Linked DNA regions of Mus musculus: regions 2, 3, 4, 5, 6 and 7 are each linked to region 1. Evidence: chromatin contacts called from public ChIA-PET, HiChIP or PLAC-seq and promoter capture Hi-C data. All regions are on one chromosome and are shown on one strand. The core of a region is the stretch at or near the end of the contact, and the rest is flanking DNA. Distances in the headings are between cores, read along the strand shown. Region 1 holds the start of Atp13a1 (ATPase type 13A1). Region 2 holds the start of 2010320M18Rik (RIKEN cDNA 2010320M18 gene). Region 3 holds the start of Jund (jun D proto-oncogene). Region 4 holds the start of Fkbp8 (FK506 binding protein 8). Region 5 holds the start of Slc18a1 (solute carrier family 18 (vesicular monoamine), member 1). Region 6 holds the start of Klhl26 (kelch-like 26). Region 7 holds the start of Comp (cartilage oligomeric matrix protein).

Region 1 (4,247 bases), core at 1,256-3,755:
GGAAAGTGGCCTGGGTGTGGAATGGTCAGGCACTGCTGATGCCTCAAAGGAAAGGCATCATGAGACACATGGAGGACCATCCCTTGGAGCTTCTAATGTTTATTCTGTCGGCTACAAAGCCTGTTGTCTTTGAATGTAATATATTGTCTTCTACAAACAGGTTTATATCCTAGTCCTTACTAATTGTCTTACTTAAAGTTAGGCTCCTTGAACTATGGCTTCCGGTTCCCTTATAAAGACTTATAAGAGCCGTCTTACTATATATAAAGTAATGGGAAAAAAATGGAAAGTAAAATATGTAAAGATTCTTATCATTTCCAGTACACCAGATATTTTCAATAAGTAATGTAAATAAAATATGCTTAAAATATTGTGAAAAAAAAAGAGTTGTAATACATTATTACATCATCCCCAAACACGAGGTAGATCTTGTTCATCAAAAAGACAGGACACCCTTTTCCAAGCAGAGCAAGATGGTCACCCTGGGATTCCCACCACAGATGTCAGATGGCTCATGCATGATTGCTTGTCCTATCATCTATGGCAGGAAGCGTGCAGCCACCACTACAGCAGGAAAGCATATCACTCTCCACCACAGGGAGAACTAGCCATAACGGGATTCACCCACAGATGTTCTCCCTCACACGAACCAGCCTCAGGCCCAGCCTCAGCGCCCAGGAAGGGAGCAGGCACTTACCTCTCCCTTTATTTGGTTCTACCAGTCCCAGTTGTGCAGGCACCATTTATGCTGTGTGACACTATTCCTACAGAGATGTGGACAAACGTCAACTCACCCCAGAGATGACAGATGAATGTAATAAAAACACTTAAGTTTAGCAGGGCATAGTGGCGCACACCTTTAAGTTCAGCACTCGGAAGGCAGAGGCAGGTGGATTTCTGAGTTCGAGGCCATCCTGATCTACAAAGTGAGTTCCAGGACAGCCAGGGCTACACAGAGAAACCCTGTCTCGAAAAACAAAACAAAACAAAACAAAAAAACACTGAAGTTCAAGTCAATGAATCAGAGAGCTTACTGGAGTTATCGCAGGAATATGGCTTAGTGGCTGCTTAAACTTGGCTGGCAAGGATGACTGAGAGGTCATTTGGGGGTGAAGGCACACCCCCAAATGGTGATCACTCCAAACTGCAAACCTAGAGTTCTCCGCCGTACTTGCAATGAACTTGCCTGCCTAATAACCTCGGGGAGAAGTGAGCCTGCTGCACCTGCTAAGGTTTCAGGAATTTCTTCAGCCTCTGAATTATTTCCTGAGTCTTAACGGACCTCTCTGTAGAGAGCAGGCTCAGAGGGCAAGAGCATTTGCTGCCAAGCCCAAGGACTGGAGACTAATCCCCTGGGGTGGGATAGAGTGAAGAGAAGCGAGGAGACAAGGCCTGCCTTTAGAACTTCCTTAGTCCTCTTATCAAACTTTCCTCCAGTCATTTCAACTGAGAGAAAATCACTATGCAACAGCAGGCTGCAGTCAGGGGGCTGTGTGAGTTTTTCTATTTGTTTGTTTTTACAAAGAATGAAACCCAGGATTTCAAGAATGCTGGGCAAGCACTCTAACACTGAACTAGCCAACACTTTTATTTTTTTTTTTAAGTCTGGAAAAAGTCTCCTTAAGTTCTCAGATGACCTTGAAGTTGTCATCTTCCTACTTCAGCTTTGCTTATACATGAGATGCCCTGCACTACCAAGCAAAATAACATTGAAAAAGAATAAAAATGATCTATATTGGATCTGGGTAGGGTGGCCAGCACTCGCGAGTCAAAGGCAGCGGCCACTATCAGCACTGGCTGCTCTTCCAGAGGATCTGTATTTAATTCCCAGAACTCACACTCACAACTAACTGTAACTCCAAATCCAGGATTCAGACACATTCTTTTTTTTTTTTTTTTACCCGCTCCCACCTCAGACGAATTCTTAGGGCCCCGTAGGAACTGCACAGCGCGCGCGCGCACACACACACACACACACACACAGAGACAGATACATACTTATATATTTTTAAATCTTCAAAACCTTCTTATGGCTGTGTTTAAATAACAGTACTTGTACAGAATAGTTGCATAAAGCATCATAGTATATTTCATAAGTACCTAATTTTCCATTTATGTTAATGTGACCTTGTGTACTTATTACCGTATGGCTTGCATGGAAAAGGCACCCTCAACCCTACCTTGCGAAAGCTCCGCCTCCTCCCAAACCCGCCCTCAAAAGGTCCCAAGTCCTAAAGTTTGTATCTTAGGGTAAGCTTTTCTCCTCCCCAAACGGAGGCTCTTTCCTAGATAGATGCCGGAAAAGTTGCTGAGAAGGGACGGGCTCTTCCGTTTCAGGGTCTCTTGCTGATGTCAATCCCGCCCTGCCCGTCTACATCTTTTGCGTTCTTAGTTCGCCACGGCCGACCTTAGCAAGCTGATTTGGACCTTTGGTACCTTCTTTGTCATGGCGGCGCCCTGAACAGACACTTGTGTTAACCCACCTAACGGTTTACCTAGGCGCTTCCTATTCCAAGGTGGCGCTCAGACCTTACCGGAAGTAATAGACCGGAAGTGGGGCGGTGCCTCTGCCGGAAGCCAGCGCAGCGCTGGGAAAGATGGCGGTGGTGGGCAACGCGGTTCCTTGCGGAGCCCGGCCTGGCGGGGCCCGGGACAACGGGTCTCCTCAGCCTGGGTCGCGATTGCGGCCGGGCCTAGCTGCCGGGCCAGCACTCATAGCGAACGGCGACGAACTGGTGGCCGCCGTGTGGCCGTACCGGCGGCTGGCGCTTCTGCGGCGCCTCACCGTGCTGCCGTTTGCCGGGCTGCTGTACCCAGCCTGGCTGGGCGCCGCCGCCAGCGGTTGCTGGGGATGGGGCAGCAGCTGGACCCAGATACCCGAGGCCGCGCTGCTGGCGCTCGCCACCATCTGCCTCGCGCACGCACTCACTGTCCTGTCGGGGCATTGGTCTGTGCACGCGCACTGCGCGCTCACCTGCACCCCGGTAAGTGCGCGCGCGCGCCCGACCCCGACCCGGACCGGGACCCAGGCACAATGGGGCCTAGCGGGGGTACCGGGCTGCCGCGGGCTTGCGAGTCTCCAATCTTAACAGCTCGATTCTCCAGCGGCGCCCCCTGTCCTATGGCTCAGGCCTACTTCTGACCCCGCTGTGACTCGCCATGCAGTTGTGGCTGGTTATTTTGATTCACAAGAAACACCTGGAACACACTTAGAGCAGGATCCATATGCTACTGTTAGTGTGAATTGTTCTCTTAGCTCCCATATGGTGTATTGTTCTTGGAACGGTTCCGCCTTGCTTCTCCGTCATCTCCTACCTTGGTTTTGGTTTTCTTTTCTTACTCTTTTTTTTTTTTTCCTGTAAGATAGGATCTCACTATGCAGCCTTGGGTCGTCTAGGACTCACTGAGAACCGCCTAGCTCTGCCTCCAGAGTTCTCGGGTTAAAAGCCTGTGTCACTATTTCTGGCTTCTACTCTTGTGTTGGTCTTTCTTTCTTTTTTTTTTTTTTAAGTGTTAGATTAGACCTGTGGGGTAATACCCCCAAATGTATGAAGCCAAGTCCTATGGCCCAGTGTTCAGCTTCTGTCTGTCCCTTGCTAGACCCAAAAGAGAGTGTAATTCATTCTGGTGCTGAAGATGGCCAGGAACTACTTGTAAGTGACTTAAAATAGCGTAGAGTCTCAAGTTATCGGTAAGGTATGGTTAAGATGAGGGCTTGTCAGAATGGTGCAGTGATTCTAAATTCAGAACTCTAAACATAGTGTCACTACAGGAAGCACTGACTTTAAGGTACTCTAGGTTGAGGGTAATACCCAGTGAGCACACTACAGATCACCAGATTTGAAGCCTGGCACACCAATATCTGTTCTGGGTAGGTCTTTAGAAAAGGGAGGCAGTGTCAGTGACTGAAGGAAATCCTGAGTACCCTCATATACACCCTCAATGGCTATGTGTGCGCATTGAATTCTTAGTACCAAGAGAAGGCATCCTGTTTCCTTCATTAATATTTATCCCTGAAGAGGGGCCCAAATTTCTGAGCTTGGCACCCAGGGTCAATAGATGGGTGTGTGTGTGTGTAAGCGCTTGCGCTCATGTGTGAGACATTCGGTCCCTAGCATTCTAGCTGTCCTTTGGACTGTAGCTGAGAACTTCCTTTTCTAGAAAGGAGGAGAGGGAAGAGCTAAGCAGCCTTGGGTGAGGAGGCAGATCAGGCTTTGCTTCTCTCTAGGTTTCACTGGGTTTCAGTT
Region 2 (4,247 bases), core at 1,109-3,608, 990 kb after region 1:
CACTTCCTGAATAAGAAGCCTGACCAGGACCTGGCTCCAGGGGTGAGCTCACTGACAGCAGCGTCCCAACACAAGTACCCTACATTCACCAGAGAAAAGAGACCACAGAACAGTCTGAGTGGACTCATTCCTTCTCCACGGTGTCTGCTCACCTGACTCAGAAGATCCATCCAAGGGCCTGGCGGGCAACGGACGGGGCCCCCGTGGGCGAGGGCCTGGTCGAGCCAGAGCCACGGGTCCTAGGAACTCCACGTATGTCCCGGGGAAGTCCCCTCGCTGTCGGGTGCGCTCGTTGAAGCCAGGCATCCAGCCCACATTGTGTGGGCAGCGCTCTCCTCCATCAGCCACACCAAGTGCCTGTAGGGCCACCCGGCTCACCACCAGGAGGTCCCCAGGGAGCAGCTCCAGGTCTTCAGGCCGCTCCCGGCGGAATGGGTACACAGCCCTGTACTGGAAGCCCTCGGCTCCTGCCATGGCTGGCCTGGGGGGTTCTGGACCGTCAGCTGGCTCCCCGGGGCTCTAGGGACCCCATGGGCTGGTGCGGCCTGTGTGGTGGGCTTGTAGACCTCTACTTCCAGAAGTCACAGGCGACCTCGGGGGCCGCACATGCCTAGATGGCCATCTGTCACAGAGGCCACCATTTAGTCACCTGTGCAATGATGTTCCTGGTGTTTTCTCAAATTATTTGGCTTGTGTCACCCATCAGATGGTCAAGCTGGGATAGGTGGATCACTCCTTCATTAGCTGGGCTGTGGGTGCCCAGGCTTACTGGCTCTTCAAGATGTGCCTGACACCAGACGAAGGGACCCAGACCACAGGCTGCTACCATGCTCAGCCGGGAACACCAGCCTAAAGGACATGGACAAGGCGGAGTGAGCCAGGACAGAATCCCCCAGTGACCTTGGGGCTGGCCCCTGTCCCACTACTGATTAGTCTCCCCATCCGAGAGGCCACACTGACAGCCTTTCTTCGGGGTGCTGGGAGCTGAATGCTTTGCTGTCCCCACTAGGGTTGTGGGAACTGAAGTTCAGAGCTCTCTGAAGAACCCCACTCATCAGGAGGAAGCCAACCACAGATGCACCCAAGTTCAAGGCAGGAACAAAGACAGTGACCACATGGCCAGTTAGACTTGGGGTTATTGGGGAACCCCAAGAAGGGGTTGAACACCTGAGCAGTGGACATGGCCTATCAAGAGCTGTGGCCTGGGTGGGCATCCAAGGAAACAGAAGCCTTGGTTCCTGCAGGGGAGGTTGAGACAGGGTGCAGGGGTGTCCCCAGCTTGCCTTAGCCTGGGGCTCTCTGGTGATGCAAGAGAGGGGAGGTGTCAAGAAGAACCATGGTCACCTTAGTGCCACAGTAGGATGGGGACAGGAGCTGGACACCCCACATTGGGTCCTAGCCTGGGTCCCCATTCCAGCCTGCAGTTGGGTCTTCTGTGCATCCTCCTGGGGGAGCAAGGCTGACAGGTCCTCGTATAGGGACAGGGCAATGCATAGACAGACCGGTTCCTGCAAAGGCCCGATGGTGGAAGACGCCTGTCTAGGATGCAGAGGCTTTCAGAAAGAAGCCATGAAAAAGGCGTTTAGCGTGCCAAGGGGAGGGTCTGGGCTTCATCCCCAGATCTCGGGGACCCGGTGCAGGTGTCCTAGAGGGACTTAAGGCTTTGTGGTCCAGGGTATCCGGTGTGACTCACTGTCCGGCCTCTTGTGGCCTGCATGTTATAGGTAGGGAAACTGAGGGTCGGAGAGGCCTCTCCTAAGAAAGCCACCCGTCTGCCCGCCCCCGTGCCGAGCACGTCTGCACACCATGGGGGGAGGGTATCGCGGAACCCCCAATGCAAAAGGAGGGGCCTACGATGCACGCATAGTCTGTGTGCTCACACAGACGGGCCCCTAGACCCTCGTGCACCCCGAAGACCCCTGGACGACGGAAGTGGCCGGATCCGGGGTCGTGTCCCGCTCTCCGCCCCGTTGCGGGCGGGGACCTCCCGGCCTTAGAGACCCTGTCTCTACCCCGCAGGCTGCACAGCCCCACGCTCAGCTCGGAGCCCGGTTTTGTGCGGCTCCTTCTCTCCTCGGGTCCTCCCCACCACCATCGACTCACCCACTCCGGCCGCCGTCGCCACCACCACGACCGCCGCCGCCGTCGCCGCAGCCGCGGGATCCCTGCGTCAGCCACCGTCGCCGCGGTTCCAAGCCTTCGGGCCCGCCCCCAGGCGGAAATAGCCGAGCGCACTCGGGTCGGGAGGGCGGGCCTTTCCCCCCACACGAGGCGGAGCCCGAAGACCGAGGCACGCGGGCAAGCCTCCGGAAGCTGCCGAGTGTGCTCCCGCGGGAATGGGAGGCTGGGCTTTGCCACGAGACAGCCGAGGCTGGTCGGAGACAGCCGAGCACGGCCGTCGGAGGCTCACGAAAACACTAGAAAGCGGAAGGGTCGGGAACGCATTCGGTCCGAAGCTGGGCTCGGTGGACTTGGGACTCTGAGATACCCGAGCCATTCCGGAAGCAGCAGAACGTGCCATAACAGGGGTTTGTTTGTGTTTTTTACGAAGTCGTGAACCTGCCAGACCGCGGAATGTGTCTGGGAGGAACCGAACGACCTCAACTCCAGGCCTTGGGAGTTGACTCGGAGGCCGCCGATAGCTTCCGGAAATTGCCGAAGGTCCACTGGACGAGCTCGGCAGCTGTACCCTCAATGGAGAGCCGCTGGTGGAAGGAATGGAAGGCGAAGGCACTGCCATGACAACCCTAGGCGTCCGGAAACAGCCGAAGTGTCTCCGGCCCAACACGCGCGAGAATGCGGCTTATCAGCGTCCGGAAGCGAGATTGTTTCCGGAAATACGGACAGACTCTGGCGAGACGGAGAGAACCAGAAGTTGCCGAGCTTGTTCGGCTGATTTCCGAGGGATTCATTTATCTATTTTAGCTCACCGCAAAGACTAGGGTAGAAAATTGGGACGGAGGGGTTGCAGCGAGAGTTCGGCAGTTAAGCATGCTCACTGCTCTTGCACAGGATCCAGGTTCAGTAAATTACAGCCGCGTATAACCCGACTGGAATTAAAAGCAAGAGCTATGACGCCCAGCGTTTTGGATTTTTCCTTTTTAAGATTTTGTGTTTTTCTTCATGTTCAACTGTGCGCCTTGTGAGTACCTGGTGTCTGTGGAAGTTAGAAGAGACATCGGATGCTCTAGAACTTGAGTTACGGCTGTGAGCTGCCATGTAGGTGCTGGGAATACAACCTGGGTCCTCTAGAAGAGCAGCCAGTGCTTTTAATCATTGATTCCTTTGGCTTTATTATTTGAAACAGGGTCTTGTTATTAGCCCAGGCTGTATCTGAACTCATGATCCTTCTGCTTCGTGCCTCCCCACGCCCCCACCTCCAAGTGTTAGGATTACATGTGTATACAGCCATGCCTGGAAACACTTCATTTTAGAGATGAGATTTTGCCCTATTGCCCTAGCCAGGATCCCAGCCTGCTAGGTAGCTGGGATGCAGGCTGGCTTGGATTAAGTGTTTAACCAAACCCCTATACAGCCAACAAAACTCACTTAGATGATATCGAGCCATCAGTTTTTCCCTACCCCCAGCCACTCACAAATGCACACACCAGTATCAGATGTCTTCATGGGACTTTATTTGATGCCAGCTCCAAGATGGGTAGAGGGCTACTCATGCACAGCCTTGGTCTCCCTTCCAGCAGAAGGTACTGGCTGCGAGTCAGGGAGGTGCAGAGGGTTTGAGTGCCTGCGAATTCCCCTCGTGGAGTGTGTAGAGCTGCACCACTGGCAACCTACTACATGGCTGCTAGATCACACAGCATGGGAGTCTGGGCTCCCCCATGGCCATGCTCACAGTAGGGCTAGGAGAGCCTGTCCTGGGCTGCCACTCTTACTGGACCATTGTGGGACATGCCTCTGGCCTTAGGAACCTCAGCTTCTTGGATCACACAAAGCTGGGGGGAATTCAGGTGTGCTCAGTGCACATGAAGTGTGCAAGTCACTGGGGTTAGTCCTGTAAAGAGGCACAGAATGGGAAAGACACTCCTCTAGAATTACACAGCATAGCTGGGGTCCACACTCGGTCCTCTGGCACTCACCATGCTGGGCCTCGTGCACATGGGCATAGACTTTGTGGTGCAGGGGTTGGTGGTCAGGCATGGTCCTCACTTGGGACAAGTGCTTTGTCCCACCCTGCAGTGGACACCTTCCCCACCTTGATGGCCCTTAGGTCTGTCAGTTACTTCCTG
Region 3 (4,247 bases), core at 889-3,388, 910 kb after region 1:
GTGCCCACAAGCTCTGCCCTCACACTCCTGGGACAGTCCCCTCTCTGCCTCAGCCACTCCCAGGGGCCCCCTTTCTGTCTTCCCGGTTTATGAAGCTGATCATTGGTTTCTGCCTGATCAAGGAAAGACTGAAAACGCAAACTAGAAAAGTCAAATTTATCTTCGCACTGTGGAAGGGTTCCTGAGAACCTGGGGATTCGAACACAGGCCCACCCACGAGATTTCAGGTTCAATGTGAAGGGTGCACAGTCTCCACGCTGGGCCATGCGTCCCGTACAAGTCACTTCCCCAGACACTGACCAGGGAAGACAGAAGCGAAAACAGAATCCAGAGTGGGCGCTGTTTCTGCCACCCACTGACCAGCCGCACTGCATGGCCTCCAGCCCAACCCAGCGCCCCGAGACTTTTTGAATCCCTCCACTCCTTATTGCAGTTGTTTTGAAGGTTTAGTAGGAGTTTTTCCCAGAGGCTAAGGGCACCCCAAGACCAGCAGGTTAAGTTTCTCCAAATAATAAAATTGAAGAATGACTGATGGGGTGTCGAGATGGCTCTGCGGGTAAAGGCTCTTGTTGCTCTTGTTGAGAGCTGACTTGAGTTCACAGGACCCACAGAATGGGAGAGAACAGACTCTGAAAGCTGAGGTCCTTCCCCAGCCTCTCAACAAGCCCTTTTCCTACAGAAATACAATTAAAAAAAAAAAGTCAGTCAGGACAGGCCGCTCCCGCCTTTAATCCCAGCATTCGGGAGTCAGAGGCAGGAGGATCTTTGAGTTCGAGACTAACCTGGTCTACAGAGTGAGCTCCAGGACAGCCAGGGCTACACAGAGAAACCCTGTCTCGAAAAGCAACCAAAAATGTTCAGGTCTTACTATTTCTTTACATTTTCCATGCCACTACAAAATGCTCTCCTTGCCTGATAGGGAAAGTGAGTCTCAACAGAGGTAAAACTTAATTTGGTACGTAAACCTGTCCCCAGTCAGCTCAAACCACCGCCTCCAGAGCGCACGCCCGCCCATCCCCCACCCGCCAAGGCCAAGTCCCAAGGTCAGGGCGGAGCCTCGCGCGCTCCGCCAAGCTCCGTACGGCCCCGGGGAGAGGCAGGCCTGGCGCCGGGGGCTGGCTGGCGTTGGGCCAGCACTAGCTGGCTCAGTCGTTTGGCGGGGGGCGGGGGAGGGGGTGCTGGCTGGGATATGGCTCGCGAAGCGCAAACCCCACGTGTGTGGTGAGGGGAGAGTCCACTCTATCTTTCTGGATGGTCACTTGCCTACAAAAGGGGATAAAACCTGGGTGTGTGGCTCTCTGAGGCAACAACTGGTCAAGGCTCGGGCGGGGGTTTGGGGGGAGGGGGGAGAACCCTCTGAGGCCTCAATGGCCTGGGCGAAGGTCCTGAGGTGCAAAGGAGCTCCAATGGGGTACAGATTGGAGAGGAGTCACAGAGAAGGGATGAGACTCCTCTCTGGTCTTCTAAGGGTTGTGTTGAGTGTGCTGGGACTTGTTGCTCCCACCTCTTCCACCTCCGTTCCCAGCAAGCAGAAAAGCCTGCATCAGGCCTGGTGGCATACTGTACTAATTAAGAGGGTAATTACCAGTCCGGATTCTCATTTGCAGGCTCCACTCTGGGACCCACCTCAGGCTCTAGAAGAGTCAAGAGTAAAAACGTGTACTGCCATGGCTGTCCAGAGGCCTGGCACCCTAGTTCTGTCCTTGGGAGGACAAATGTGTGGTAAATGCCTGTCCTTACAGCACATAGAAGGCAGAAGGATCACTTCTCAAGTCTAGCCTGAGCTACAGAAAAATTCTGTCTCAAAACAAAGGCAAAAACAAAACAAAACAAAAAAAACCCCACAAGCTCACCCCAGAACTTCCATCAGCAGGAGCCCCAGGTCAACCTGGGTTACAGCTTTTGCATAGTGCCCTTTAACTCTAGCACTTAGCAGGTCCACATCTGTAAGTTCCCAGCCAGCCCCAGCTGGAAGGTGAGAGATCCTTGCTCAAAACACAAAGTAAAACTCAACAAACCCAAGACTCAAATCTCATGCTAAGATGAGGTGATGGGCACGTCTTTCACGTTGAGGCAGTGAAATCACCCTCAGTCTTGGTCAGCTAGGGTACAGGGTGTCCTAATAACTGAAACCGAAGCAAGGCACAATGGCATATATTAGTCATCCAGAAGCCTGAGGTGAGATTTTGGGGGGTTCGGGAGGTCATTCTGGGGTACAGAGTGAGATTCTGTTTCAAAACGTCCCAATCCAGGGCCATAGGGTAGGCTTAGAAAGTAAACGTGACTGCACCCAAGTCGGACAGCCAGAGTGCCACACCGGGGAGAACAGACTCCCAACTCTCCTCTGACCTTCCTGGACACACACACACACAAAGCACAGATACCTACACAGACAAACACAGATACACAACCACACAGACAAACACACCAGCATGTAAAATAAAAACCGAGATCTGTAGGCCGAGGTTAAGAGACTCAGGCCTGTTACTGCCACACTTGGGAATATGAAACAGGGGGACTGAAGTTAAGTTCATGAATAGCGGAGTCTAGAGGATGAGATCCTGTCTTGACCCAAAACAAAGATTAAAAAAATTTTTTTTCACCGAGATCAAGAAAAAAACCTACAACTGATGGCTACCCTGGCTGCAGTTGGACTCCACACATCCCATCCTCAGTTTCCCCAAGGAAAAGGCAGGAGGTCAGCTTTTAGGGCGTTCGACTCCACCCTGTGAAACTGACAAGGAGCTAAGTAGTTGTGGGGACTCTCCAAGGGACCCTCCTCTGCCTCCCCCTTCCTGCCCACACCTGCCAGCTCCCAGCCGGAGGAACCCTGGCCGGCGCCCGGCCCCCGAGGGGCGTGCCTTCGGTGGGCGTGACGCGGGGCGTGGCTTCACAGAGGGCCTGGGTTTATGAGGCTCCACACATCACGCCACAGAAGTGCCAGAGACAGGGGAGAGATAGACGCACAGATGAGGTCCAGTTTGAGAAACAGAGAGGCAAGATCTAGAGGGAAGTAAAGAGGGGAGGAAGAGAAAGGGAGGAGAGGCAAGAAACAGCAGGGTAGGGACAGAGCCTGCCCGGCAATCCAAGCTGGGCGTGGTGACCCGGCCAAACCGCGTTCAGCCCCACCCCCATGACGTCAACCCACAATGCAGCGCGTTGTTGTGCCATGTAGCGAGCGTCGCTCTTGGCAACAGCGGCCGCCACCAGGCGAGGGCGTCCCGCTCCCGCCCCTTTATGCAAATCAACGACGTCACCTCGCGCCAATGGCGAGCGGGGGCGGTGAGCTCATCGCGGGGGCCGAGGCTATAAGAGTGCGCGCGGGCGGCGCGGGGCAGAGCGGCCGGCATCGGAGCCGGTCTGTACGGGCAGCGGACTGGGGGGCATACGGGGCCCCCCGGGGAGGCCGCGGCCACTCCCCCCGCCCCGGGGCCGAGCGCGGCGGGGGAAGGTGGGGATGGAAACGCCCTTCTATGGCGAGGAGGCGCTGAGCGGCCTGGCTGCGGGTGCGTCGAGCGTCGCTGGTGCTACTGGGGCCCCCGGCGGTGGTGGCTTCGCGCCCCCGGGCCGCGCTTTCCCCGGGGCGCCCCCGACGAGCAGCATGCTGAAGAAAGACGCGCTGACGCTCAGCCTGGCGGAGCAGGGAGCGGCGGGATTGAAACCAGGGTCGGCCACTGCACCTTCTGCGCTGCGCCCCGACGGCGCCCCCGACGGGCTGCTGGCTTCGCCGGATCTTGGGCTGCTCAAACTCGCGTCGCCGGAGCTGGAGAGGCTGATCATCCAGTCCAACGGGCTGGTGACCACTACCCCGACCAGTACGCAGTTCCTCTACCCGAAGGTGGCAGCTAGCGAGGAGCAGGAGTTCGCCGAAGGCTTCGTCAAGGCGCTGGAGGACCTGCACAAGCAAAGCCAGCTGGGTGCGGCCACCGCGGCCACCTCAGGGGCTCCCGCGCCTCCCGCGCCCGCCGACCTGGCCGCCACCCCCGGGGCCACGGAGACCCCGGTCTACGCCAACCTGAGCAGTTTCGCGGGTGGCGCCGGGCCCCCTGGGGGCGCGGCCACCGTGGCTTTCGCCGCGGAGCCAGTGCCCTTCCCGCCGCCCCCGGGCGCGCTGGGGCCGCCGCCACCTCCGCATCCACCGCGCCTGGCCGCGCTCAAGGACGAGCCGCAGACCGTGCCGGACGTGCCGAGCTTCGGCGACAGCCCTCCGCTGTCGCCCATCGACATGGACACGCAAGAACGCATCA
Region 4 (4,247 bases), core at 587-3,086, 740 kb after region 1:
GATCTAATGCCCTCTTCTGGTGTGTCTGAAGACAGCTATAGTGTACTTATTTATAATAATAAATAAATCTTTGGGTTGGAGCAAGCGGGGTTGACCTGAGCAAGCAGAGGTCCTAAATTCAATTCCCAACAACCACATGAAGGCTCACAACCATCTGTACAGTGTACTGACAAACATAAAATAAATAAATCTTAAAAAAGAAAACAAAAGAGGAAGAAAAAGAAAATAGCTAAGAGATATAACTGTATGAATAGAGCAACAGAAAAAAGTTACACAGTGGGAGTAGAGCCAGGGCATGAGCACCTTACAGTCTTGAGCTCAATCTACAGCTCCAACATGGTAGGACAGAACTCATTTGTGCAAATTATCCTTTGGCATTCACTTGTGTACCAGGGAGGCGCATGTTCATTCATTCATATATATATTCCATATATAATATATAGTTTTCCTTGCATGTAAAGAGATATTGAGGTCTACACTGCTTAACTGAGCTTCTGCCTAGCATGTGCAAAGGTCCCAGATCCAATTTCAAGTACTACAAGAACCAAAGAACAACAACAAAAAACAAACCCCACTGGGTTTCAGATGTAGCCAGGTTCAAAGCCCTCAGAACTGGAACAAGCCCATGGTTTCTTTGATATCAAGTGAAAGAATTACAGGATCATTCTTGAAAGGTGACAGCTCGGGAGAGTAGATAAGGTCCTTCAAATGAGAGGCCCTGCTTTCTCCCTGACACCTTAGCACCTTCTGGCAGAGTCTGCATGGACAGCAGGCAGTTACTGAAAACCTTGTATCTCAGGTGACTGCCCTTCAGCTTTCAGCTACTGTTCTTTTAGACAGTGCAATGTAGCCAAGCCGGGTCGTGAACTTCTGATCCTCAGTGCCCCACTTGTCAAGTACTGAGACAACAGGCAAGCACCCTGTCTGGCTTCCTGACCCCGTCTGTACCTTCAAGGTAACTTAGTAAGCAGTCACACAAGACCCCAGAACCTTGGGGCTGGAGAGATGGATGGCTCAGTGGTTTAGAGCACTGACTGCTCTTCCAGAGGTCCTTAAATTCAATTCCCAGCAACCACATGGTGGCTCACAATCATCTGTAATGGGATCTGATGCCCTCTTCTGGTGTGTCTAAAGACAGTGACAGTGTACTAATAAAATTAAATCAATAATTCTTTAAGACTCCAGAACCTCACAAGCAAGCTAAACACTTTGCTGTCAGCTTGGGCTTCATGGTCAGACCCTGGCTAACTAAAATACAATATAAAACATGAAACAAAAGAGAATGCTATAATAAAATAGTTGAGACGGGTGTGGTAGCACACACCTTTAATCCCAGGAGCAGATAGAGGCAGTATGATCTCCATGAGTTTAAGGCCAGCCTGGTCTGGTAAACGTGCTGCGTCCAGGACAGCCAAGCCTACACAGAGAGGCTTGCTCACCACGCCCCAGGAAAAGAGAGGGGCAGGGGAAGGAGGACATGAAATAAAGTATTAAGTAAAATTATGAAATATTATTGTTTTCCAAAGAGCCCCGAAAATGACCGCGCATGAGCTACAGTGTTTCTTGTTTATTTCTACCTCGTATGTAAGCAGGAGGAAGCCTGCCCCAGCATGAACTCAAATCAGGGCGTGCTGCTATCCTCTCCCACTGTGCGCCCAGTGCGTTCCCATCTCCCACTCCCAACAGCCCCTCCACCTAGAGGCTAGAGCCCCTTTAAGAAACGGCCAGCGGAGCTTACCAGGAAGGAGGTGGTGTCGAGGGCGCGAGACGGACGTGTGCACAAGCCAATAAACACGGCAGACGCGGTGTGAACAGCCAATGGGTGCGCGGGGGCGGGGCTGCGTATCTGAAGCTGTTTCCCGAGGCGCGGCGGCCGCGGCTGGGGGCGGGGAGGGGGCACAGGACCCCGAGCGGGGTCCCCGAGCCGCAGGCACGTGTGACGGGGCGTAGCGAGGAGGCCGAGGCTCCCGGGGCCAAGGCCTCCCGAGGCTGCGGGAGGCTGGGCCTCCCGGGGCGGTAGTGTCGACCGGGCGCGGGGCGGCGTTGGGGTGCGGGGCGCGCGGGGCATTGTGGGGGCTCGGGGCGGGAGGGTCTCCGGTCGGGGCCGGATCCCGGAAGGAGCCCCGCAGGTGAGGGTCGCAGGGCAGGGACGCAGGGCTCCGGGGCTTCCTGGGGCTTAAGGAGAGGGCCTGATAGGACGTAGGGTTCTACAGCTGGGTTGGGGGCCTCCGCAGAGAGGCCTGGGGCCAGCGAGATGGTGCAAGAGTCCATATTGGTGTTCCCACTACTCTTTCGCTTTTATTTAATTTGAGACTGGGTCTCCAGTATTCTAAGCTAGTCTTCAAGTGGGTGTGTAGCTCAGGCTGGCCTTGAACTCCTGGCCTTCCTGTCCGAAGAGCTGGATGACAGGCGTGCCTTGCCACACCTGGTTTACAGGGGTGCTAATTCTAAAGCGTCGTGCTTGCTAGGAGAACGCTCTTCCAACGAATTACAATCCTAGCTTATGCTTTCAATTTCTTGAGTCAGGATTTCATGTAACTCATGAATTCCATGGCCTCGAATACCTGGTCATCCTTCCTCCACCTCCCGATTGCTGGAATGAAAGGCATTTGCTGATACATGGTTTCTGCAGCGTTGGGGTTAGAACCCCGGGTCTTGTGCTTGGTAGACAAGTGCCCTGTTGCCTGAGCTATCTCCCCAGTGCCCTACTACGATTAAAAGCTGGAAGCAGACTTGGTGATAGAGGCAGGTTGGAGCCATCGTCTCTGTTGTTGGGAGATTCAGCAAGAGACATTAAGTTTCTAGCACCAATCCTTTATTGCTGGATCCTTTAGCAGAGAAGGTGGCCAGAGTCAGGAACCTCTACTAAAAGTTCACCTTTTTCAAATGAATAAGTTATAAAACTTATAAAGATTGCTGTCCCAAGGCCTCAGTGACAGTCCCCACTGCCTCAATTACCCCAACACCCTTTTCTTGACATTCAGCTCAATAACTTTCGATCTTGACCCTCTTGTTAATTGGCTTGTTTTCTGACTTTGGCTAAGTGGCTTTGTCTTTTTTTTTTTTTTTTTTTTGGTGGTTTATCGAGACAGGGTTTCTCTGTATAGTCCTGGCTGTCCTGGAACTCACTTTGTAGACCTTGAACTCAGAAATCCACCTGCCTCTGCCTCCTGAGTGCTGGGATTAAAGGCGTGTGCCACCATGCCTGGCTGGGCTTTGTCTTTCTGTGCTTGTTGGATCTTTCCTGTGTAAGCTAGGGTTTCCCTACTTTCTGTGCTTATAAAGATTCCATAATAACAGCTAACCCAGCTGCAGTCTGTGGCTCAGCGTGTGAGGTCTGTGTTCCTTTCAACAAGCCAGGTTGGTAGGATGCCCAGCGAATATACGATGAATGAAAGGGAGCTACATGAGGGATGGCAGTTGGAGGGAGTTGGAGGGGCTGCCTAGATGGGGTTATCACTGTCACACTTGCCTGTCCCCTTAGGGCCAGTTCCTGATCCCAGCAGCATGGCGTCTTGGGCTGAGCCCTCTGAGCCTGCTGCCCTGCGACTTCCTGGGGCCCCACTGCTGGAGGGCTTTGAGGTGCTCGATGGGGTTGATGATGCAGAGGAGGAAGATGACCTAAGTGGGCTGCCACCACTAGAGGACATGGGACAGCCTACAGTGGAGGAGGCTGAGCAGCCTGGAGCCCTGGCTCGGGAGTTCCTGGCAGCCACAGAGCCTGAGCCAGCCCCAGCCCCAGCCCCGGAAGAGTGGCTGGACATTCTGGGTAAGTGTGCTGGGTTGGTTGGAGGCACTTTGACCCAAGGACTTCTGGTCTCTTGAGCTTAGTTTCCCCTTCTGTGTGGGTTGGGAGTGACATTAGGACATTAATGGCTGGTTTTTATTTGTTTATTTTGACATAACCTTACTGTGAAATCCTGGCTGGCCTTGAACTCAAGATCCAGTCCAAGCTGGGTCTGCACTTTGAATTCTCCTGACTCATAGTCTCAGGCTCACTGGTCTCCCAGGCCTGTGCTGTGTGGTTGGCTTCTGAGATGGCTTGATGCCGGTGTATTTGTGAACTTTGTTTGCTGGCTCATACTTGGCATGCACACACAATTCGTAACAGGTTGCTTTTTATCTCCAGTGCTGGTAACAGCAGCTCAGAGAGGCTGAGTCACCTTCCTGGAGCCACACAGCCTTTGCACTGGGTGCCAGCAGCTCTAAGACAACTCCCACTACACATCTTCCCTAAGCAGAGTCAC
Region 5 (4,247 bases), core at 1,198-3,697, 700 kb before region 1:
TGTTTAATAATAAATAAATCTAAAAAAAAAAAAAAAAAAAAAAAGGCACTGACTGCTCTTTCAAAGGTTCCCAGCAACCACATGGTGGATGGTGGCTCACATCCATCTGTAATGGGATCTGATGCCCTCTTCTGATATGTCTGAAGACAGTGACCGTATGCTCATATAATTAAAATAAATAAATAAATCTTTAGAGGATTCACTTTTTAAAAAAGAACTATATAGAACTCTCTGTTTACATTCAATTACCTCTTTTAATACTTCCAGCAATTTTATCGAGGATTGAAGGATTGTTACATAGGGACCTGAGATGCACTCAAAGTAGACTTAGGTAACCTGGCTACATTTACTTCATTTGTAACATCAGCTGACTGACTTTTAGTTGAAATGCTTGGGAGCAGGAATGCTTTAGATCTCAAATTTCTTATTTTGCCTTTTTTTAAAAAGATTTTTAAAAGATTTATTTATTTTATGTATATGAGTACACTGTAGCTGTCTTCAGACACACCAGAAGAGTGCATCTGACCCCATTAGACTGGCTTTCAGTAAGGTTTATAACTTATCATCAGTGAGCCACCATGTGGTTGCTGGGAACTGAACTCAGGACCTCTGGAAGAGCAGTCAGTGCTCTTAACCACTGAGCCATTTCTCCAGCCTCTCAAATTTCTTTTTTTTTTAATTGTGAAATATTTACATAATATGTCTTGTATATAGGCTGTAAGTCTATAGATAAAACTCATTTATATTCCATACATACCTCACATATATAGCCCAAAGGGAATTTTATAACAACATAGTAATTGGGCTGGAGAGGTGGCTCAGCGGTTAAGAGCACTGGCTGATCTTCCTGAGTTCAAATCCCAGAACCCACATGTGGCTCACAACCATCATGATGGGATCCGAAGTCCTCTTCTGGTGTGTCTAAAGACAGTAACAGTGTGCTCACATACATACAAATAAATAAATCTTTAAAAACAAAACAACAACATAGTAATTTTGTGAATGAGGCAAAGATCCATGCTTCCCAAACTGATAAGTTATAAACCTTACCGAAGGCCAGTCTAGACATCCTCTTGTGTATTTATCAACAAATCTATGGGGAACTAACACAAAGAAGTTTTTCAGTATGTTGCTCCGTCATAGCAAAGTTCTTGTTTTCCTCTTCTGTTCTTATATTGTAAAGAGAACAACAATCAATTTACTGTGTTGTTCGTTTCTCACAGGCTGGTTTTTCTTTTTGTTTTTTTTGTTTTGAAACATAGTTTCACTATGTAGCTCTGGCTGCCCTGGAACTCAGACCTTCCTGCCTCTGCCTCCTGAGTGCTGCGTTTAAAGGCTTGCGCCATCACACCAAGCCAACCGCTAGCTAATTTTATCACAGCCAAAGAAAAGAAACTAGAACCCTTTGTGCGTTCTAACCTCTTAACTGGTTTTCCAATCTGTTCCTAAGGTGGTCTTCCACACCATATACTCTTCGGATATGCAAGAAAGCCAAGTCTGTTCGAAAAGATCCACGAAAAAAAAAGAACTTGGTAGTAGGATAAACTGAAATAAATTTCGACACAAAGTTACCAATCATGGGACTAGGTTTTCTATCTTCTGCTTTCCAAGGTGTTTTCCACAGCTTGATTATGAACCTCAGTTGTCTGTATTTTCTTATGCACGTTTTCCTATCTCTTCCTTCCCTACATTCCAATGAATCTTTCTTTTTCTCGTGAATCCTCTCTCTTGTGTCAATTTTGCCCTCTGGCCCCTTTCGCTTCTCTTTTCCCGCTCCCAGCCTCAGATCCGCGCTCCCAGCACTCTGGTCAGCTCCCTATGCGCCTAGCATGCGCGCGCACCCTGCACCGCCCCCGCAGAGCTCCAGTCACGAGTCTGGGGGCGGGGCGCCGCCGAGAGGGCGGGGCCTCTGCCGCAGCTTCGAAGCGCGCATGGGTGGGGCCGGCCGCACGGGCCTCCCTGCTATATGTGCGCCTGCGCCGCGCTGCTGCGGGGCCAGTCGGGACGGAGGAGACAAGATGGCGTTGCGAGCGATGCGGGGAATCGTGAACGGGGCCGCACCCGAACTGCCCGTGCCCACCGGTGGGCCGATGGCCGGAGCTCGGGAGCAGGCGCTGGCGGTGAGCCGGAACTACCTATCCCAGCCTCGTCTCAGTGAGTACGGGAAAGTGAGCGTGTCCACCAAGCCCTTGGCTTGTGCTCTCACCTGTTCAGCCAGCGGGGAGGGAATGGGATTCATTTCCCCCATCGCTCAGTTCACAAGCACCTCTCCAGCTTTGCGTGAGCTTTTCCGTGACTTCGGTGGGCCGAGCGTGAGAGCACCGACTGGAACCTTCCCATGGGCTAAGTGGGCTCCTGATGATTGCCCTACCCGCTCCGAGTTCTCTGGGTATTGTCAGACACTGGTCTGTCTCTGAGGGCCACTTCTTGTCACTGTCTTCATCTGCTCCTGGCCTCATTTAAATGTCTTCGGGTCGAGGGAACGCCTACTCCGTCCCCCTTTGCCCCGTGGACCTCTGGGCAGGTGGACCGTGCAGAAGGTGTAATGTCATCGCTGATGTGGGCAGGCCCCGCGGCTAGAGGGAGATGTGGCTTATTCTGTAGGGAACCGCTTCACTGGAGGACACCTAGATACCGGAGAACCTTAGAGCTGAAAAATACCCTAGTCGTGCAGTCCCACCCTCTCGTTTTACAGGCGAGACGCCTAAGGTTCTGGAAAGGAGAAGCCATGCCTGGCTTCAGACATCTAATTATTGGGAAAAGAGGAACCAAAAATCGAGTTTCTTAATCCTTTGCTTGGTCTTCTGTTGTTTATTCGTTTACTGACCAGCTAACCAAACGCAGTTAAATGGAAGGTTGCTTTCCACTGTTATGTTCATAGGCTTAAGTGTAGTGATCATAAAAGACCTCAATAAGCCATGTTTAGACAAGCCAGTCATTCCCAAATGGCTCTTGTTGGCTGAAGCTTTCGGTTGTATAGAATCAAACCTCTTCACGGCTCCCTTAAAGCCAGGCAGAGAGCTTTGAAAGAAGACTTTTTTTTTTCCTCTTTTTTAAGTATCTGTTGTTTTCCTGAAAATAAGGTTCCATTTGCACAGGTTAATTGGCAGCTTGGCTCTGTGGGTGGCTCATTGGTTAAAAGCGTTTCAGCTGAAGGGTTTTAGCTAGGCGCCCTCCAGCCTGACTAATCCTGTCCTGAGCTGTCAGTGGGTCATGTGATAACACTGCAGCGAGGGGAAGGGAAAAAAAAAACACACACACACACACATTGGAGAGTGGATTGCTGAGGTGTGCCTTTTAAGCATTTTTTTAGAATAATTGTTAAAATTAGAGAATGCCTGTTAGGGGTTCATGTGAGCCCAAGGAAACGTCGGGAAAACTGACAGATTTATACCTGAGAATTACAGAATCTCTAGAATTGCATTTGATATGTATGCTTTGCTCTGAGCAGAGCACATAGACACTGGTGTGGCTTCTAAGGGAAAAATGTTACAAGGTTATAGTAGTCTCTTTCCATATAACAAGTCATTCAGAGCCAATTCAGGGAGTGTCGACTACTCCATGGCGAAGGTCTTAAGCCCTTCAGGGATGAGTAGTGTTTCTCCACCATATCCATGTGCTTGGCCAATATTTGAAGAGTTTGTTCATAGGAGGATTCTGCTGACTAAGCTGTCTCTAAAAGTTGCATCTTTGTATCCCCAAGTTCACAGTGTCTGACTTAGGAAGTGCTCTGTAAATCCTATAACTTGGAATTCAATTTGTCCTAATAGTTAAGCGTGTATTTTTTTTTTAATATGGATAGGGTTTTTAAAAGGGAGTTGGTATACTGCATTTAAATATCATCTTTTACTATTTTTGCCACATTTTTAGTCAAATTTAAATATTAACTCAATTTTTTATTATTAAAGTTTGATGATACTATCAAAATAATTATAATTAATTGATACACACTCTTTGGAGTAATTTTGGCAGTTGCCCTGTGAAAATCAGATCCTGTTTTAAAACAACTTCAGGATTATTAAAAATTCTAGATATTATATGTACATAATATAAGAAATTACTCAGGCTGTTAAAAAGAAACGGAAAGTAAAATATTCAGGCTGGAAATTAGTAACTAATCTGGAGCACATCATTTGACTTTCTGACATCACAAGGTAAAAAAAAAACTTTGCCCTTTTAAACGTTAAGGAAGATCAACAATATCTTCAAAGCTATTAGAGCAAAATACTATGAGCTTGGTTGGGTTC
Region 6 (4,247 bases), core at 572-3,071, 690 kb after region 1:
GGCTCCTAGGCCCTGCCCACTCATTCCCCAATGACTCCATGATCTACCCCTGTTACAGACCTTCAGTCCTGGGCCACCACTCTGTCATGCCCCAGTGTGCTGCCACTCACTCTTCTGTGGCCAGAGCGCCCAGTTTCTGCAGTTGCCGATGGCCTGTATGGAGTCCCTGGTTTGCTCTGACCTCACTCTGAAGCTTCCAGCTGCTCTGGTAACAGGCAGGGCCAATGCCTCCTCTAGGTGGTAGCAGGGTTTCCCTAATCAGCATCTTCCCTCCAGTCCTAATGCTCAACTCAGATCCACAGGCCACCAGATCTTTCCCTGCCCTCCGGCCTGCCTGAGGGCCAACTTTGTTCGTTATCATTAGGCCCAGTGCCCTTGGCTTCGGTTTATTCCCAAACCATTTACAGACTGAATTTCCTCCTTGATCTCACAAGGGTGGTGGCTGTCTCAGGGCAGGGGTTCCTGGCTCTGGGTTAATGTGAAAATGGAGGGTGTGAGTGCTCCCTAAGAGAGTTCCCTAAGACCGGTAGGTGCTCTTCCCCTGAGACTCCAGATCAATTCACAAAAATGTATTGCAACAGAAAGTTTTTGAGTTCAAGGTTGGCCTATGCTATACAAATCAGTCACTATCTTAAAAATAGGATGGGTAGAGGGCAGGCATATGACCCAGTAGTAGAGTCCTCACCTAGCATGCACCACAGGAATAGAGATGCATGCCTGTCATCTTGATCATTCGGGTTGAGGAAAGATAACCAGCAGTTTGATGTTATCCTCAGCTATATGGCATCTGTGAGACCAGCTATAAGATTCCTTGTCTTGAAAAACCAAAATAAAACAAATATTTAAAAATACTTGCCATCTTTATGCAAATTCCCAAGTTCAAGGAACCCACCTTCAGAGTTGACCAGGAAAAAGGGTGACCTCATTTAACTAAAAGGGGTGAACGTGGACCCAATATCTGAGGGCAAGACCTCCAATTCAAACGTTTAGAGTGAGGGGAGGGGTATTTAAACCCTATGAAGGGTGGAAGGAAGGGGGTCTTAAAGAAAGACCCTATACTCTTGAGTATCTTCTCTCACAGTGCTCAAACTCCACAAATACATCCCGACCTCTCACAGTCCCTGAGACTCCCTGGCCATCATGATGGATCTGCTGGGGCCCCCAAGGTTGCCTCAGTGTCCCCTCACGGCATGCCCAAGTCCCTTGTTCACCTATCAAGCCCCTAGACAATTTTCTGACAAATAGAACCTGTTGAGGTCTCCCAGTGGCCTCAGTGTCTCCCAGACATGTCCAGGCCCCTAGGTGACTGGCCTCAGTGTCTCCCCAGACATGTCCAGGCCCCTAGGTGACTGGCCTCAGTGTCTTCCTCAGACATGTCCAGGCTCCTAGGTGACTGGCCTCAGTGTTCCCCTCCAGACATGCCTAGGCCTCTTGTTCCCTGCCATCAGGACCTGTGGAGGTAACCAGGTGGTCTCAGTGCTCCCTTCACGAACGCCTCGGCTCCCTCCCGGGCCCCAGGGTCCTTGTGGAGCTTCCCACGTCACCTTCCCCGAACCCCTTCAGCCCCGGGCTCGCAGCTCCCAGGAAGCCGGGCCTCAGCCTGCCCTCAGGCCTACGCCATAGCTCAGGACCTTAACGACAGGGACTCGGAACGTCCACGCCCCCGGCGGCCCCGGGTCGGCCCCGCCCGAGCCAAGTGGTGCATGCCAACAGAGGCGTAGGACTCACCTGCTCGGGCGCTCGGGGCTCTGACTAGAGCCGCTGCTGCCACCGGACTCCGCCATCTTCCGCCGCGCGCCCGAGCGATGGGGCGGCGCGCTGATCGGGAGATCGGGGCCCGGGGCAGCGGGCGGAGCCGCTGAGAAGGAGGGAGGGACTCGAGTGGTGGGCGGAGCTTGGGATCAGGGGCGGGGCCTGAGGAGAGCAGGTCGGAGAAGAACATCGAGTAAGGCCAAAGAAAGTGAGGGGGAGGAGCCTGAAAGACCAGGGGCCAAAGAGGTAGGCGGGGATTGGGGCGGAGCCTTGAAGAGAAGTGGCGCTTAAAACCCTGGAGGCGTGCAATAAGAATTATAAGCATGGCCTAAGAGCGGACCTAAGGAAGATAGTACCTGAAGTGGGGGTAAGGGTTGAAGACGTCATGGCCCTCAGAAGGGAGGGGTCTGAGAAAGGTGATTCAAGCAGGACATGACCTAAAGAGGGGCGGGGCCTATGTAAAGGAGGGAAGAGACCTGTGGAAGAAAAGTTCTGTGGGAGAAAAGGTTGGCTCCAAGGTATGGTAGGGCCTGAGTTTGGAGAGGGGCGAGTCTTGGCTGTGGAGAGAGTGGCTGGAAGGCCTATGCGGGAAATGGAACCATGTTACTTCCCAACATAACCAGGAAGGGGAAGGCGGCCTGAGGGTCATTCTTGGTGTTAGATATATGCTGGACCAGAAGAAAAGTGGAGGAAGACTGGAGCCGCCCCTAGAGGAGGGAAGGAGCCCAGGATGATGATGGGAAGTGTCTAGCCCGAGAGGGGCGTGGTTAGCGGAGGGGTGAGGCAAAGGGTAGGTTGGGAGGGTCTTTTAATTAAGAGCAGAACTGCTGGGAACATATGCCTGGGATGGGAAGAGGGCCGAATCCACGTTCGGGAGGTGCCTGGGCGGGGCCAGGGCTGGGAGAAGGATCGGGACTTGGGCGGGGCTCATCATAATGAGGGGGCGGGTCTGGACTGCAAGAATGGGAGGGTTGGGGAAGAGCCTTGGTAGGAGATGTGGAACCTAAGTTGTGAAGGTCGTGCCATGAAGGGCGGGGCAAACAAGGTGTGGGCTAGGCGGCGCACAGATGTGGGCGTGGCTTATCTTTGGCAGAAGCGGGATGGCTCAGATGGCATGTTCTGATGAGTGAGGGAACAAAAGTCCCTGAGTGCACAGACCCTCTTCACTAGCATCCTGCCCCGAGCCATATCCCTTTCCCAGCCTGAACCCAACCCAACCCTCTGACTTCCAACCCTTTGCTTCAGCGTTTTCAGCATATAGTAAGCTCAGAACCTCCTACCTCAGGGCCCAATGCCACTCTCAAATCCCCATCCCTTCTGTATCTGCCCTCATACTCTAGCTCCCATTCCCGAAATCCCTGCCCACAGAGACACAAGCCAGCCTCCACACCCTCTACCTCAAGCACGCTATAGACTTGCAACCCTCAGCAATGGTTCAAAGGCCCATGTCTGTGCAAGGCTTTCCTTTTGTTAAGGTCTTCCTTTTGTTAAGACTGTGTCTCCTAGGCTGGCCTGCAACTGTGAACCCTCCTGTGTCATCACCCTTCTGAGTCCTGGAATGACAGGCATATATATCACCATGCCTGGCTGTCTTTCCTTTTTTATTATTTTCTGTCTTCTGTTCTTTCTTCCTCTCTCCCTTCCATCACTCCTCCTTGCTTAAGGCTCAGAGGATAAATGGCAGCAATGCTTGAGGGGCTTGGCTGCCTACAACCTCCCACACCAGAGTCTCAGCTTATAGTAGGTTGAAATGCATCCAGCTAGTCAGCTAGAAAGTACAACTCCTTTAGGTAAAATCAAAGACTAGCCACCAAACATGGCACCCCAATGCCTGCAGCCCCAGCACTCACTCGGAGGCTGAGACAGAGGATCAATTCAAGGTCATCTTTGCCTAAACAGCAAATTCAAGGTCTGCCTGGACTACCTGTGGATCAAACTAAAAAATCCAAGTAGGACCAAACCCAATGAAACACAGTAGGTACTCAGACATTGTTACAAATGGACAGACACCAGCCATTGCTCTATAAACAGTGAATGTGTTCATGTAGGAGTCTCTGCAATCCCCTAGGACACACCCTTGACCACCTAAGGTCAGCTTTTTGAACTTTGGTTCCAGCTGTGCTGTATGCAAGCTCAACCTGACTGGCAGAGAGGCCCATGGCTGGCATGCCCTCCACACATGCTGCCTCAATCAATGGTGTCCATATGTGTGCACATTTCACACGTGTCCAAATTCACCCCACATGTCAGACATACAGCCACAGTCTAGAGACAAGTAAGAAAGCATGCCTGGGGACCTTGTCTGTGCCACCCTAGTCTCAGGTCCAGATGCCTGGGGGCTTCAGGATGATATGGCAGAGGACCAGGCAATGCAAAGATTACGGGTATCTGTGAGCCATCACATGGGTGCTGGGAACGAAACATACATCCTCTACAAGAGCATCTAGCAGTCTTAATCACTGAGTTCTGAGCCAGTGAAATCTCTACCCCTTCCA
Region 7 (4,247 bases), core at 1,055-3,554, 580 kb after region 1:
AAGACCCTGTCACAAGAATAGCAAAACAGCCGGGCGGTGGTGGCGCACACCTTTAATCCCAGCACTTGGGAGGCAGAGGCAGGCAGATTTCTGAGTTCGAGGCCAGCCTGGTCTACAAAGTGAGTTCCAGGACAGCCAGGGCTTCACAGAGAAACCCTGTCTCAAAAAAAAAAAAAAAAAAAAAAAAAGGAATAGCAAAACAACCAAACTTACAAAATGCTTGAAGCAAAACCCATTTAGAACATTCTGTGTGTAAATTCCAAGTTATAGAGCCAGGCTGAGATGGGAGCCAGCCCACTAATGATCCTCACAGGCTGTGCAGGCTGTGGGTGCTCTGATTTACAGATGAACACTTACATACTGCATCAAAGAAGAACCATGCTTGGACAGTACTGGAGGCCTGGAGGAGCAAATGTCTGCTGTGGAAGGGCAGAGGTGAGCCACAGGCAGGCAGGCAGGCAGGCAGGTAGTCAATAGGCCTGGGAAGATACCTGCAGAGGGAAGCTGGGGCACTTACAATTGGACAAACAGCCTGGGAGAGGGTCCCTGCCCTATGGAAGCCAGCAGCAGGGGTGAGCCCAGGCTGTCCTCTCCCTGCTGTCCCCTCCCTACTGTCCTCAGCACCAGCTCAGCTCCTTCCCTTCCTTCAGTTCTGACTCCCTTTCCCACAGCTCCCTTTAGGGCCCAACTGTGGCTGTGGCTCCAGCGACATGGTCCTGAGCCCCAGCCCCATGCCTGACTTGTGGCAGTCACCCGTTAGGCTGCTGTGTGCTCTTGCCTCAGCTGCAGGAGGCACTTGGGAGGCCACAAGTCTGCCCAGTAGTGGTGGTTTTCTGGAGAATTCCAGCGCTGGTCAGCAAGAACAGCCCCACACGTGTTTGGAGCCAAAGAAAACAGGAGGTAGCTCAGCCATTGGGACCTGGCCTCTCGGAACACAGCCACCTCCAGCCTTCCTCTGCAGGGCTGTTTGCCCTCCGTCCCCCTCCACCCCCTGCCCCCGTGAGTCCAAAGACAACTTGGGCACTGTTCTTGGCTAGCCTCACTCCCTGATTGTCTTTAAGCCCCAGGATTTTGCCAGCACACTGTATGTGTGGTGTTCATCTATCAAGAATCCCAGGCTCATTCCTACTGAGGACTATTGCTCAGCAGTTCCCACTAGATCCCCACCACCTCTGGGTAATAGTGTAACCATTTCCAGACCCACCTTGGCTGCCTCTGACAGAGGCCGGGGACTGCTTCCTCCAGTGTTCCCCAGCAGATACCTAGTAGGAGATATGACCCACAACAGGCACATTTGTGTAAAACATGGATGTACCAGAAATCTACAAGCACATACCCTCCGTCCGACATGCTCCACCAACTTCCACCTCTTTCCCTGCCCCCACCACTGGAGCTAACCCCCCTGCTTCCTATGACTGATCTTTTTATTCTCTTTGTTCCCTGGACTGTCTGTCTCCCCCAGGCAGCCCTCCATGGTTTCTTCTTGGAGCAAGAGATCTTCTTGGGTTGCAGCAGCCCCAAGTGGGCCAGCCCCCCTCCCCTGAGCCCAGCTTCTCTGTTTACAGATGTAAGCTGTGAGTCCTGGAAGGCCAGGTGGAGAGGGTTAAAGCTGAGGTGTTTTACAGCTCAGAGTGTGGCTGGCCCGGGAAAGATTTTCAGTTCCCAGCCAGTCTTATTTTTATGACAGGCTGTCTCCCTGGTGGCTGGGGAACAAAGCTTAGTGCAGTCCAGTGAGAAGAGAACCCCAGGGAAGCTGAGGTTCCTTCCTCCACCCCATCCCCAGCACCACCACTGCCTCCTCAACAGTGCAAAAGGGGAAGTTGAGGCAAGGACATCGTTTATTCAGAATTCTGTTTGTTTGAAGGTGCGGGGAGGGGGGCGGAGGAACCCTCACAACCTCCTGCTGACCTGGGCTGAGTCACACCCATAGGTCCCTTTTGCAGGACTTTGAAGTGCGGAGGGAGTGTGGGAGCCAGAGTGGGTGAGTTGGGACCTTTTGAATACTTATGACTTTGTTTCCCCAATGCTATCTACGGGGACAGATGAAGATTGTCTTGCATACAACAGGCACTCAGTGGTGAACCAGAGTGAGTGGAGAGCCCCAATTTACTCTTCAAGGCTCATGCCTTTCTCTCCTCAGACCCCACCATATACTGATCAGCTGCGGGTCATCCCGCAGGGCTGTGGGGCGCGGCCCTGAATGCAGAGCCCGGCCTGTTTACCTTGTGGCGGGCTCTGGGCAGGGCCGCGGGGGCTGTCCCGGACCCGGCGCGGGGATAAATAGGCCGCGGGCTCGAAGGCGCAGACAGCAGCTGCAGCTCCGCCGCCATGGGCCCCACTGCCTGCGTTCTAGTGCTCGCCCTGGCTATCCTGCGGGCGACAGGCCAGGGCCAGATCCCGCTGGGTAAAGCCGCTTAGTAGGGGACATGGTTGGACAGGAGGCCCCTCCAGGCTCATGATTCTTGCTCCTCAGAACTTGGGGTCTGCTCTCCAGGAACGTCCGGGGTTCCTGAAAAATGAAGCGGCGGGTGGAGCTTGGATGGCCCCGGAGGTGGCGGGAGGGGTGATGGAGTGGTTGGGTCGCCCATCACTGGCCCCTGTGGACGCAGGTGGAGACCTGGCCCCACAGATGCTGCGAGAACTTCAGGAGACTAATGCGGCGCTGCAAGACGTGAGAGAGCTGTTGCGACAGCAGGTAAGGAAACAGAGACAGCAGCGTGGAGACAGAACAGGGACAGGGGCATACAGAGAGGACTAAGAATGGTAGAGAACAGAGAGAGAGAGAGAGAGAGAAAGGCAGCGCGGGGCAGAACAGGTGCAGAAGGCACATCGCAGTGACGAGCGGGGAACAGAAGGGACAGAAAAGGACAGAGAGGAAAAACAGAGCAGGGAAGAGAGGACAGGGCGTGGGACAGAGAGGATGGAAACAGGGGCAGGGACAGGATTCTGGGACTAGATGCACAGAGTCAGAGATAGGGAGACAGGGACTCTGGAATGGGTTTGTGCAAAGGCGGATGTAAAGGGGGTGGTTGTGGGCACCGGGCTTCCCAGGAAGAGGGGTCGTGGGAAGAGGAGGGGGACCGAGAGGAGGCGCATGGGAAGGGGTCCCGCTGACTTCCTGCCCGGCAGGTCAAGGAGATCACCTTCCTGAAGAATACGGTGATGGAATGTGATGCTTGCGGTGAGCATAGACCGGACCCAAGGGCAGGAGGAAGGGTGGGGGCACAGAGCGAAACGGAGGAAAAGGGCTGGGGAAGGAAGCTGGCGGGGGCGAAAGCAGACAGCGACAGAGCGGACTGGACGACGGAGAGAAGGCCTGGGAGATGCGCGAAGACCAACGACAGGGCTGGCAGGAGGACCGCACGGCCGGAGGGCGCGCGCTCGGACCTGCCCAGTCCCAGCTTGGGCTAAACCGAACCCCCCGAGGGGCGTGGTCCTGAGCGGCCCCACCCCGGGAGGGGTCAAGCCCATCTTGTGGGCGGGGCCGGACAGGCGCCTCCTCTGGGCGTGGCCCAGGTTGGCTCCTCTCCGGGGCGTGGCCTAACTTCTGCGGGTCCGCAGGAATGCAGCCCGCACGCACTCCAGGCCTGAGCGTGCGGCCAGTGCCGCTCTGCGCACCCGGCTCCTGCTTCCCCGGCGTAGTCTGCTCCGAGACAGCTACGGGCGCGCGCTGCGGCCCCTGCCCTCCTGGCTACACCGGCAACGGCTCGCACTGCACCGACGTTAATGAGGTGCGCGGGCTCTTCACACCCCCGCCGTCCTGTCCCTACCCGGGCCGACCCCACCACAAATTCCCTCCATCCGACGACGCCCCCCTCATCTACTGAGGGTGTTCTCCTGGACCAGCCCCTCGCAGCCCGGGGCTCCAAACCAGAAGACCTCACGTCTAACAGGGGGGGCCCACCCAGGCCAACTCCATCACTCTCTCAGACACACACTCTGACCACTCCTTTTGTCCCTACCGACGCCCACCCCAACGACCACTTGGGCGCCGGGGGTGTCTCTCTCCAACCCTCCTCACCACTGGGACGTCCTCGACCGGACCACGTGTCTACTTTGGAGAGTCGCCCTCCCCGACGGGGCAATCGCCGCCGTGCCTGCACGCCCAGGCGGCCACTTCCTCCCTCGGCTGGGGATGCCCGCCCCACAAATTCATTTCCTCATCCCTAAGAGGTCACAACTCCATGCCCATAAAGGCAAAGTCGTCAGCGACCCTCGGGTTCTCTATCCCGTGTGGCACCCTATTT

What was found. Promoter capture Hi-C pulls out the DNA fragments that hold promoters and counts their contacts. ChIA-PET counts read pairs in DNA pulled down with a chosen protein or histone mark. HiChIP or PLAC-seq counts read pairs in DNA pulled down with a chosen protein or histone mark. Capture Hi-C pulls out chosen DNA fragments and counts their contacts.
Region 2: a contact with region 1 is called in an H3K4me3 HiChIP or PLAC-seq map of embryonic stem cells, with 7 read pairs. The contact joins the promoter of 2010320M18Rik here to the promoter of Atp13a1 in region 1. A contact is called at or near these places in 2 of 39 promoter capture datasets (the SN4741 cell line and liver), 1 of 115 datasets of contacts at active chromatin or transcription factors (embryonic stem cells) and 1 of 9 other capture datasets (pancreatic islet).
Region 3: an RNA polymerase II ChIA-PET map of memory CD8 T cells shows a contact between it and region 1, with 49 read pairs. The contact joins the promoter of Jund here to the promoter of Atp13a1 in region 1. A contact is called at or near these places in 2 of 115 datasets of contacts at active chromatin or transcription factors (bone marrow-derived macrophages and memory CD8 T cells).
Region 4: a contact with region 1 is called in a promoter capture Hi-C map of adipose tissue. The contact joins the promoter of Fkbp8 here to the promoter of Atp13a1 in region 1. A contact is called at or near these places in 1 of 39 promoter capture datasets (pre-B cells), 2 of 115 datasets of contacts at active chromatin or transcription factors (memory CD8 T cells and pancreatic cancer cells) and 3 of 9 other capture datasets (adipose tissue, liver and pancreatic islet).
Region 5: a promoter capture Hi-C map of liver shows a contact between it and region 1, with 2.5 times the contacts expected there. The contact joins the promoter of Slc18a1 here to the promoter of Atp13a1 in region 1. A contact is called at or near these places in 4 of 39 promoter capture datasets (the C10 cell line, liver and stem cell-derived epiblast-like cells), 1 of 115 datasets of contacts at active chromatin or transcription factors (astrocytes) and 2 of 9 other capture datasets (embryonic stem cells and pancreatic islet).
Region 6: a contact with region 1 is called in a promoter capture Hi-C map of liver. The contact joins the promoter of Klhl26 here to the promoter of Atp13a1 in region 1. A contact is called at or near these places in 2 of 39 promoter capture datasets (liver and pre-B cells), 1 of 115 datasets of contacts at active chromatin or transcription factors (pancreatic cancer cells) and 2 of 9 other capture datasets (adipose tissue and liver).
Region 7: a contact with region 1 is called in a promoter capture Hi-C map of liver. The contact joins the promoter of Comp here to the promoter of Atp13a1 in region 1. A contact is called at or near these places in 2 of 39 promoter capture datasets (cranial neural crest and liver), 1 of 115 datasets of contacts at active chromatin or transcription factors (bone marrow-derived macrophages) and 1 of 9 other capture datasets (liver).

Annotation. Positions count from the first base shown.
Region 1 is chr8:69,788,658-69,792,904 of GRCm38.p6, forward strand. It overlaps Atp13a1 (ATPase type 13A1), which reads left to right and starts at 2,506. Exons shown (of 26, transcript NM_133224.2): 1 at 2,506-2,984. The coding sequence starts at 2,598.
Region 2 is chr8:70,774,504-70,778,750 of GRCm38.p6, forward strand. It overlaps 2010320M18Rik (RIKEN cDNA 2010320M18 gene), which reads left to right and starts at 2,359. Exons shown (of 1, transcript NR_029440.1): 1 at 2,359-3,103. Pik3r2 (phosphoinositide-3-kinase regulatory subunit 2) reads right to left here and starts at 2,209. Exons shown (of 16, transcript NM_008841.3): 1 at 2,104-2,209; 2 at 153-849. The coding sequence starts at 474. Mast3 (microtubule associated serine/threonine kinase 3) reads right to left here. Exons shown (of 26, transcript NM_199308.2): 26 at 3,614-4,247.
Region 3 is chr8:70,695,601-70,699,847 of GRCm38.p6, forward strand. It overlaps Jund (jun D proto-oncogene), which reads left to right and starts at 2,139. Exons shown (of 1, transcript NM_010592.5): 1 at 2,139-4,247. The coding sequence starts at 3,458.
Region 4 is chr8:70,525,907-70,530,153 of GRCm38.p6, forward strand. Fkbp8 (FK506 binding protein 8) reads left to right here and starts at 1,837. Exons shown (of 9, transcript NM_001111066.1): 1 at 1,837-1,930; 2 at 3,485-3,769. The coding sequence starts at 3,508.
Region 5 is chr8:69,086,775-69,091,021 of GRCm38.p6, forward strand. It overlaps Slc18a1 (solute carrier family 18 (vesicular monoamine), member 1), which reads right to left and starts at 2,448. Exons shown (of 17, transcript NM_153054.2): 1 at 2,207-2,448. It overlaps Atp6v1b2 (ATPase, H+ transporting, lysosomal V1 subunit B2), which reads left to right and starts at 1,962. Exons shown (of 14, transcript NM_007509.3): 1 at 1,962-2,154. The coding sequence starts at 2,019.
Region 6 is chr8:70,475,122-70,479,368 of GRCm38.p6, forward strand. It overlaps Klhl26 (kelch-like 26), which reads right to left and starts at 1,822. Exons shown (of 3, transcript NM_178771.3): 1 at 1,729-1,822. The coding sequence starts at 1,784.
Region 7 is chr8:70,371,244-70,375,490 of GRCm38.p6, forward strand. It overlaps Comp (cartilage oligomeric matrix protein), which reads left to right and starts at 2,305. Exons shown (of 19, transcript NM_016685.2): 1 at 2,305-2,404; 2 at 2,610-2,695; 3 at 3,130-3,181; 4 at 3,562-3,731. The coding sequence starts at 2,329. It overlaps Gm51533 (a long non-coding RNA gene), which reads right to left and starts at 3,617. Exons shown (of 4, transcript XR_003947399.1): 1 at 2,223-3,617; 2 at 1,205-1,262; 3 at 358-491.